2 separate regions of the Mus musculus genome follow, and region 2 is linked to region 1. A link is a contact called in public Hi-C data. All regions are on one chromosome and are shown on one strand. Each heading gives the region's core, a stretch centred on a gene start, on an enhancer-like site or on the middle of the called end of the contact. The rest is flanking DNA. Distances are from core to core; before and after follow the strand shown.

Region 1 (4,408 bases), core at 610-3,109:
CGATAAAAATAATAGCCAGAGAATCCCAGTGCCATGCAGAATGCCAGTCTGGGAGAGCAGAAGAGACTGAGTGCCTGCAGAAATCCAAAGGATTATATGCAATATATTGCTTCATTTTAAAACATGATTAGGTAATGCAAATTATATACAATAACCATAAATTAAAGCAATTACACACAAAGCAGAATACATCTATTATTTAGCTGTTGAAGTTTATATTTAGAAGTGGCTTTTGGTGGGTGACAGCATTCCCAGCAATAGTAGGTTCGCCTCTCCTGCTGTGGGCTTGCAAAGCAGCCGTTCTGGGTTCCGTTGGTGACGGGAAGTGGTTGCAGTATAATGTGCAGTTCCCTCCGCTCTTTCAGTGCTGGTGATGTCATCGGTCACTTTCACAGGTGCTGTCTTCTTGGCCATTGGACATTCCCCTTCCCCTTTCTTGATTCCTTAGTTTATTCAAACACCAACTCTCATTCTCATGGAGTCACAAGACCCAAGCAGACAGAGAACAAGGGCTTCTGGGTAGAGAAGCATGATAGTCACTGGATTAGTCCATTTAACACTATAGCAAAATACCAGAAACAAAGTATTTAATAAAGAAATTAAGTGGACTGGAGGGGTGCCTCTGTCTGTAAAGCACTTGCCTTACAAGTTCAAGGATCTAAGTTTAGATCTAGAGAACTCCTGTGAAAGCCAGATGTGGTGGTACATGCCTCTGATTCCAGTGAGGACAAGATGGGAGGTGGATTCACAGGCCAACTAGCCTAGTCTATATGGCAATGTTCCAGGCCAGTGAGAGATGCTATCTCAAACAAAAGGCAGAAGGTGTCCAGGTATCAACCCCAGAGGCTGTCCTTTGACCTCTTCATGCATGCTATACATATGGGTCCCCACACATGCGCCTGCACACAACATGTTTCATGTGCACACATGCAAATGTGTGCATGCACACACACACACATACACACACACACACACACACACACACACACACACACACACATATATATGAAAAGAGGCATTGCTTTTGTCCATAGCGGCAGAAGTCCAAACAGCACAGCACAGGCTCTGACAGGGCTCCCCAGGTACATCTCCCACGGCAGGAGTAGATGTGTATTGTGTGCATATCTCTCTGTGTCCCTTTTCCTTTCCCTATAAAGCTACCCAGATTCAATCATGGTGGTCTCATGAATACAGTACTCTTGATTGTCAACCAGAAAGAGTTTAAAATCATCTAGGAGAAAAACTTCGGAGCGTGTCTTTTTCTAGAGAGGATGGATCAACTGAGGTGGGAAAGCCCACTCTGAGTGTGGACAGCACCATCCCAGGATCTGGGATCCAGAACTGAAGAGAAGGAAGAAGCAAGCTGAACACCAGCATTCCTCTCTCTCCACTTACTGACTGTGGATGGGAACATGACCAGCTTCGTCATTCTGCCGCCAGGCCTTCCCACCATGATGGTGGTATCCCCTCTAGAACTTGAGCTAACATAGCCCTCCCTTTTTCAGTTTGTCTTTGCTGGGCATCTAGTCTCAGAAACAAGACAAGTAACTCAGGCAGGAACCTCTGTCCTAATAACTCAGCACAGTTGGACATTTCTGCTCTCAGGACTATCAACAGTAGAGTTTATATTCATATCATAATACCTGCTTGTCCTTAATGTATGGGACAGGTCACCTTTGAGTTCTCTGTAAGAGACTCTTGGATGCTAGAATGGCAGAGTCCCCAGGATCCTCAGATGGCCCACAAGTGTCACAGACAAAGTCCAGAGTGACAAGGAAACTCAGTAAAGGCAAGGTCTCCCTTGGGCTGCTCTAACTTCTGACTTTAAAGGAAGTTGCTGAGCCTGAGTCAGGAGGCCTTGCTCAGTTTCATTTCCCCATAACCTGCTAGGACATTCGGGGCACTTTCTCCTTTTATGCAAAGTCATGAGTCACAAACCAGTAACCTTAAGTGGTCTCAGGGCTTTGGTCTTTCTTCTCCAAAGGTTGAATTTTAATGCTTTTCAAACAAACATCCTTCTGCAATTCTCTTTCCTCACCAACAGATGCTTCTGTGGAAACCATTTTGCTTTCCACTGTTTCTCAACTAGGGTTAGCCCACCTCAAGTCCTAACAAGGTTACAGGGTTGGGTAGGTCAGTCTGGGCCTGTATTGCTCTCCTCTCAGTGTCCTTGTGGCTTCTGAAGGTCAGATGTGACATCCTTGGGTGGGTAGACAGAGCAAAGCCCTTCCTGCTCTGGTGTCCTGTGAACCTGCTGGTAGGGTGCATTTCTGAGTTACATGACTCCAGACCCAGCATAGCTGCCTCTCTGAGTTAGATCCACCTCCTACTTCCATCTCCAGAGTCACCAGCTTCTCCTTTGCCAGTCACAGGGTCACTCAGGACCATCGAAGTCACTTGCCAGTCAGCCAGGCTACACGTGGTCAGTAATCAGAAGTTATCTTACTGCCCTGCCCTGATGCCAACCAAGCAGGTCTTTAAAACCACTGCACAAAACTATTGTCTCCTGTAATTCTTTGGATCTGCTCTAGAATTCCTTGACAGAACAGTTCAGCTAAACATTCTAAAGAGAATCAAATGCCCCATATGCTCTGAGACCCTGGACCTTGTCTGGAAGCCTACTCTTCGTGTGACCAATCACCCAAGTCCAAATGAGATCCTGCCTGATTCCCCTCTCTGAGCTCATCTCTCCTAAAAGATAGTGTGTCCGTAATAGTAATAGTGTTTCTGCTAACAGTAACTTTTTTGTTGTTTGTAGATGATCACAGTAAAACACAAACAAGGGAAGTAGAGAGATGTCTCCATAGTCAGGAGCTCTTGCTGCTCTTGCAGAGGACCTGGGTTCAGTTCCCAGCACCCACATAGAGTGGCTCACAGTTGCCTGTATCTCCAGCTCCAGGGAGTCTAAAGCCACTGTCCTCCAAAGCAGCAATACTCAGGTGCACATTCACATTCACATACACACTCGCATATGCACACATATGATTCTTTTTCATCTTTTTCTTTTAAACTGTGAAAGATATCCACAAAAGGCTGATGCTTCCATCTTCGTTAGAAACCTGATTAAACTCTCTTCCCTGTAGGGCATTTGCAGCCTATAGGAATACTTGGCGTGCTGGACTCCAAGACCACTTCCCACAGTAACATGACCGTTAGGGGTTACCTCACACAGCCTTATTGCATACCTGCCCTCTGGGGATCTTGAGGTCTTGGGTGGGGCCAGGGCTGGCATTTCTAAAATACTTCCAGGAAAGGCCCCTGAGTTGGGGGTGGTGGGTGACTGTGGACCCAGGGTACTGCAATCTTGGTTAGTGCGAATAGCAGCCGGTCGGTCACATGGTTGCTGGCTCAGTTCAGAGAGCACCATAAGTAGAGCTGGCTGACTGGAGCTGAGGCTACGATGTTCATGAGCCAAATTGCCGTGATTTCTAAATAAAACAGCAGAAAATGTGGGAGCTTGGAGGAGGGGGAAAATGAGCTGTACAAAACAGTTTCCCATTTCCTGGTCCATCACGAGGTATAAACGGCTTCGTTGGCTGGGGCAGACAACCCGGAAGAGTCTAGGCCCAAAGAAGTCAAAGCTGAGGGCAGAGGATGGAAGTCCCACACCGTTCACTTAGTGAGTCATCTCAGGGTCCAAAAACTGTTATGTGTAAAAACATGCAAATAAGAAAACATTGCAAATATGCATAAGAGCTGTGCATGTGCTTGCCTGTGCACCAAAGACACTGTGAAGAGCAAGTTTCTAGTGTGCAGATGAACAGATCTAGCATCTGAAATGAGTTCTTTTCGGTACTTTGGGGACCACAACTGCAGCATTCAGGAAGACACTGGAGCCAGAGAGAGGGGCAGGGACAGGCCAAAGTGAGGTCACCGTGATGTTCAACTTAGAGCCCACAGCTTTAATTTTGGTGTACGCATGGTCTGAGGAGTCTGCTCAATGCATAGATCAGAGTTGCAATTTGCTGGATGGTCCCTTGTTTTGAATGCTTTCCTGAAGTGCCATTTTGTCTCGGTAAAATGCTCCCTAAAAATACTCAAATATTTTTAGTTGTAGAGTACAAATCAGATTGAGCTGCACATTTCCCTGGTGAGCAAAAGTGATGAGTTTGTGTTCATTAACTCAAGGCCATCTGGTGCAGACACACTGCAGTCTGTGAACCAAACGTGCATCAAACTCAAGGGATCAGAAAGCGCGCCAGACCCCGCATTTTGGAGAGTTGATAGCAACCAGAGGGAGGAAGAGGCCTCAGCTATCTTTTTCTTTTATTTTTAAAAATCAGCTCTGGTGCGCAGTGCATCAGAGCTTTGCACACTGCTCAGCTGGCAGGCCCACAATGTCTTCTCCTCACGGCCATCTGAACTGTCTTTGGGGTGTGCTTCCGCTGGCGAAGTCACTTCGCCCATT
Region 2 (4,408 bases), core at 1,215-3,714, 180 kb before region 1:
GCCCTCACCCATTAATCATCTTAATCATTAACTAAGAGATGCCCTCCAGGCTTGCCTGAAGCCTGATCTTATGGAGGCATTTTCTGTATTGAGGGTCCCTCCTCTCTGATGACTTTAACTTGTTCTAAGTTGACATAAAACTGTCCAGTACACACCCTGATGGGAACTGTTAGTCTCCCTAGGCTGTGATTCCTTTATAAGGTTGGGAACTCAGGAACAAATTAATATAACATTTTGTTTAGGGGCTGGTAAGATGGCTGAGTAGGTAAGGTGGCTTCTGAGCAAGCATGAGGATCCAGAATGGATCCTCAACACCCCTATAAAAACCGCATGGTGGCACACTCCTGCAACCCTAAGGCTGGATGCAATGAGAAGGCACAGGAGGATTCTGGGAGTTTGCTAGCCAACCTGCCTCATATGGTGAGTTCTAGGATCAGTGAGAGACCCTGTCTCAAAATCAAGGTTGGAAGTAGAAAGGCACCTGATGGGATCTTTGGCACACCACACATATGTGTGTGCACACACAGGCATACATACCAAAAAAAAAAAAAAAATCTATCAAGTACTATGGGAATTCTGAGCATAGACAGAGGATGCAGGAACACGCTCTGAGCTGTCTGCAAAAGGGGATGGCAGCTATGATGCAGCTCTTAGGATGTTCATTGTCCTCAGAGCTTTCTAGCTCCTTCAAATCAGAGGAAGTGAATGAGACAGAGATGTCACTAATTAGGTCTGTGAAGTCTGTGGGCCAGCACCACAGCACAGAGCAAGACCAAAGCAACCTGAGAGAGAACATTCATTTGTCCTATTTGTATAAATGTGTGTATTCCCTGATAATTACCATAGCCATTGTTTACTATTGCTACTCTATATTAATTATCTATTCAATGATAATTAAATACATAACTTGAAGCATCTTCCCCAAACAAATTACCTTTTATCAATTGAAACAAACCAATTAAAAAATTCAAAATGCAACCATGTAATCAACAGCTTAATACATGATAATTATGACCAAAATTTCAATTAATGTGTTAATATATGACCTCAACTCTCCAGATACAAACAATAATAATAATAAAAGCAGGCTCACATAGCAATTATGGCCTGGTTTGATTGACAGATATCCGTGAGTTTGTTTTTCTGTCTGGCTTGGTAATTTGACTTCTATCAAAAGAACCGGCTTTTGTTCTCACCCTTGTTCTGAAGCCAGTGCATAAGATGTGCACAAGGTTTAAACATGCAATGTTCTTATTTTATTCTCCTGAGAATCTTTCCTTGTCCTTCTGTGTCCCTGTCTGGTCCTCTTCCAGATGTCCCTTGGGCCTGAGGCAGGCAGGCAATATCACTGATTACTTACAATGCAGATAGCGACAGTGTGGCACAAACAGTGTGGCTGAGGATGTGAGATCCTGCCAGATGGTTCAAGTCAGGTTGAAAAAAACAGGAAATATTTTATATGACCTTGTCATGACTGGTGCTAGAGTTTGATGGAGCCCATACTATTCTCTAGTATATATGTGGAAGTCTGTGTGTGTGTGTGTGTGTGTGTGTGTGTGTGTATGTACGTGTGTGTGTTTGGAGCAGAGTGTGAGAATGATATGTCAGGGTGATAAATCCTAATAAACTCTTTGCTTCAGCTGGGAGCCATAAGAAAGGAGGCAGGGACTGGAGGAATCTTGTCAAGGAGTGTCAAGGAAGGCTTGGAGGGAACTTAACTGGTTGGAAGGATGTAGTAGAAAAACATTGGAATGGAGAATGTTCTTATGTGCTTAGGTTGGGTCAGGACACCAGTTTGGCCAGAATTCAGGATGGGCATAGACTCCTAATGATAGTTATGCCAAAAAAGGAATGTCTCAGTCTTGTGTTTCATTCTCTATATGAGAGCTGATGCGATGGCCGTGTCTTGGTACGTATGTTAAGGACATAGGACTGTAAACCTTCCATTATCAATGCTCCATCAGCTGATCTTTACTTCCCTAATTCTTGATGGCCAATTTGCTCTGAGATGAGATTTTCTTCAAAACAGACCTGAGGGTGCATATAAAACCATCCTTGGTTTTAATTAGCCTTCCCCTTTCCTCAGAAGCTCAGCCCACTTCATTAGACTGATAATAGGCTTTGTGTGTGTATACAATGAGCAGGAAAATCTTGAAAGTTCAGACAATTTGACTTCAGCTTGAAAATTACAGAAAACACCCTCTCTGTGTATAAATATGTGTGTGTCTTTGTGTGTGTAAAACAACACAGAGACACATATGTATGTGTATATCTGTGTGTGTGAATGTGTGTGTGTGTGGTGTGTATAAGTAGAATAAAGTAAAATAAAATGGAATCGAGTCATAAAAGTCTAAATATAACAAGTGTGAAATCACTGGTGAGGTTTGTCTTCATGACTCAGACCAAGAACTTGTGTGAGTCAAATTCTTTTTGTCCAGTTAACACTTTCTTGACAGAAGGATGAGTCACTGGTCTGAGTCATGAGGCTGTAATGAATCCCAAGCAGTCACTAGCCTGGATGCCTGCAGACATTGGCTAAGTCAGCGATAGGGTATCGAGTGGACTGGGAAATCAGCACAACAAATATTTATCATCATTAAAAAAATTCTCAGGGTGACCTGTTTAGTAAAGAAATGAGTTTAAAAATTATTTCAAGGAGAGACAGTACTATGCCTGATGAAAGAGGTTGTTCAATTCCTCACCCTCCACATACAACTTTATTATTCACAATCTCAAAAAAAGGTGGAGCTAGCCTAGTATCTAGTGATGGATGAGTGGATAAACAAGAGGAGAGTGAGGTGAGTTTCTATTCAGTAGAGTGTTTGTAAATGTGTTAGCAACTTTCCTGTTGCCGCGATAAAACACCATATCAGGCAACTTATAGATAGAAGAGTTCATTTGGTTTCTGGTTCCCAAAGGGTAATAAGATTCCATCATGGTGGGCAGACATGGCAGCAGGCAGACATAGTGACTAGAGCAGGAAGCTGAGAACTCATATCCTCAATCACAGGCAAGAAATAGATGGGGAAGCCAGGTGAAACTATAAACTCTCAAAGCCTACTTCCAGTGACTTCTTCCAGAAAGGCTACACCTTCTAAACCCCTCCAAACAGTGCCACCAATTGAGGACCAAGTGTCCAAATGCCCGAGCCTGTAGGGGGAACAGTTCCCATTCAAACCACCACGGTTAGCCTTGCAAAAGGAAAGGAATTCTGATATTGCAAAATGGGCAAAGCATGAAGATATTATGGAAAGATAGATAATAGATAGATAGATAGATAGATAGATAGATAGATAGATAGATAGATAGATAGATAGATAGATAGATAGAGTTTGTTAAAGAAGGACAAATAGTGATTGGTTGAGTTCTAAGGTAGAATGGTTGCCAGAGTCTGGCAGTGGTCTAGAGAGTGTTGTTTAATGGAGAGTGAGCCTCAGTCTTATCAGATGAAAACTTCTGGAGACAGCTGCACAAGAATATTTTATCATCACTGAACAAACTACTATATTAATGAGGTAAATCTGGGGCATGGACAGTGTGAGGTTGGGCTGACATTTTGAATCAGAATGAAAAGTCATGTAATCCTTTAAAACTTTACAATTAAAAGTTGTCTTACTGTAAACTTGTAAAGTGGCAAGTCTGATGTTATGTGAAGAAGTGGAGTATACTGTTCAGAGAGTTAGAAGGCAGAAGGTTAGAGACTAAGCTGGCTAGGCTAGACTGGAGGTGCTATGCTGAAGAAGGTGAGAGGCAAGGAGAGAGACAACTGGGCTTTCCCAAGTCAGTGTGTCTCATCTCTACGTCCCTCTCTTCCCAATGGCTTCCCCTGCCTCCCTCCCACAAACTTCTCCATCTAGTTCCCCTTCCACTGCTCCTTTTCTCAACCTGTCCCTGCTGCCTTTCAACTCTGTGCCATCCTTGATCCAGGGGACAACTTATAACTGATTTTTCTTATCCAGTGACAAAATGCTTGACAGAAGGCACTTGAGTGAGGAGGGTTTGAGTCATGGCTTCCAGTCCAGCATGGTGGCAAAGACATGGCCCATGGAGTAGCATCATTCACAGTGGCAGGAACAGGAGGAGGTAGCTCTCTACATCTGGACAGACCAAGAAACAGATAGCTTAGGTGGAACCCATCTCTAGTGGCTGATGTCCACCAAGTAGGCCCCTCCTCCTAAAGGTTTGAGAACTTTCCAGAGCAGTGCCACCAGCTGTGACCAAGTGTTCCAATGTGTGAGCCATTCTAGCCATAACAATTTTTTTTTCTATAAATTGTTACCACCTTCTTGTCTCCTTCCCTGTTCAGAGTTGACTATGGTAAATGTCCATGGGGAGGCCCAGGTGAGTATGGTAGAGTTCTAGTGGTCTTTCCTGTTTCTTGGTGGAAAGTAAGGATATCAAACTCCAG

The links. A called contact is a pair of places that touch in the nucleus more often than the background predicts.
Region 2: a Hi-C map of bone marrow-derived macrophages shows a contact between it and region 1, with 2.7 times the contacts expected there. The contact joins two enhancer-like sites. A contact is called at or near these places in 3 of 484 Hi-C or Micro-C datasets (bone marrow-derived macrophages and trophoblast stem cells) and 2 of 115 datasets of contacts at active chromatin or transcription factors (embryonic basal ganglia and embryonic stem cells).

What each region holds. Positions count from the first base shown.
Region 1 is chr14:64,183,527-64,187,934 of GRCm38.p6, reverse strand. The region is part of intron 5 of Msra (methionine sulfoxide reductase A); the gene reads left to right. Among named protein-coding and RNA genes, the nearest start is that of Gm52129, 14 kb to the left of the region's middle. Within about 2 kb of position 1,859, at least 74 of the 459 cell types and tissues checked have an H3K27ac peak or open chromatin away from gene starts, as enhancers often do. A contact at or near this core is called in bone marrow-derived macrophages, where this site is marked.
Region 2 is chr14:64,366,482-64,370,889 of GRCm38.p6, reverse strand. The region is part of intron 1 of Msra (methionine sulfoxide reductase A); the gene reads left to right. Among named protein-coding and RNA genes, the nearest start is that of Gm52130, 38 kb to the left of the region's middle. Within about 2 kb of position 2,464, at least 58 of the 459 cell types and tissues checked have an H3K27ac peak or open chromatin away from gene starts, as enhancers often do. A contact at or near this core is called in bone marrow-derived macrophages, where this site is marked.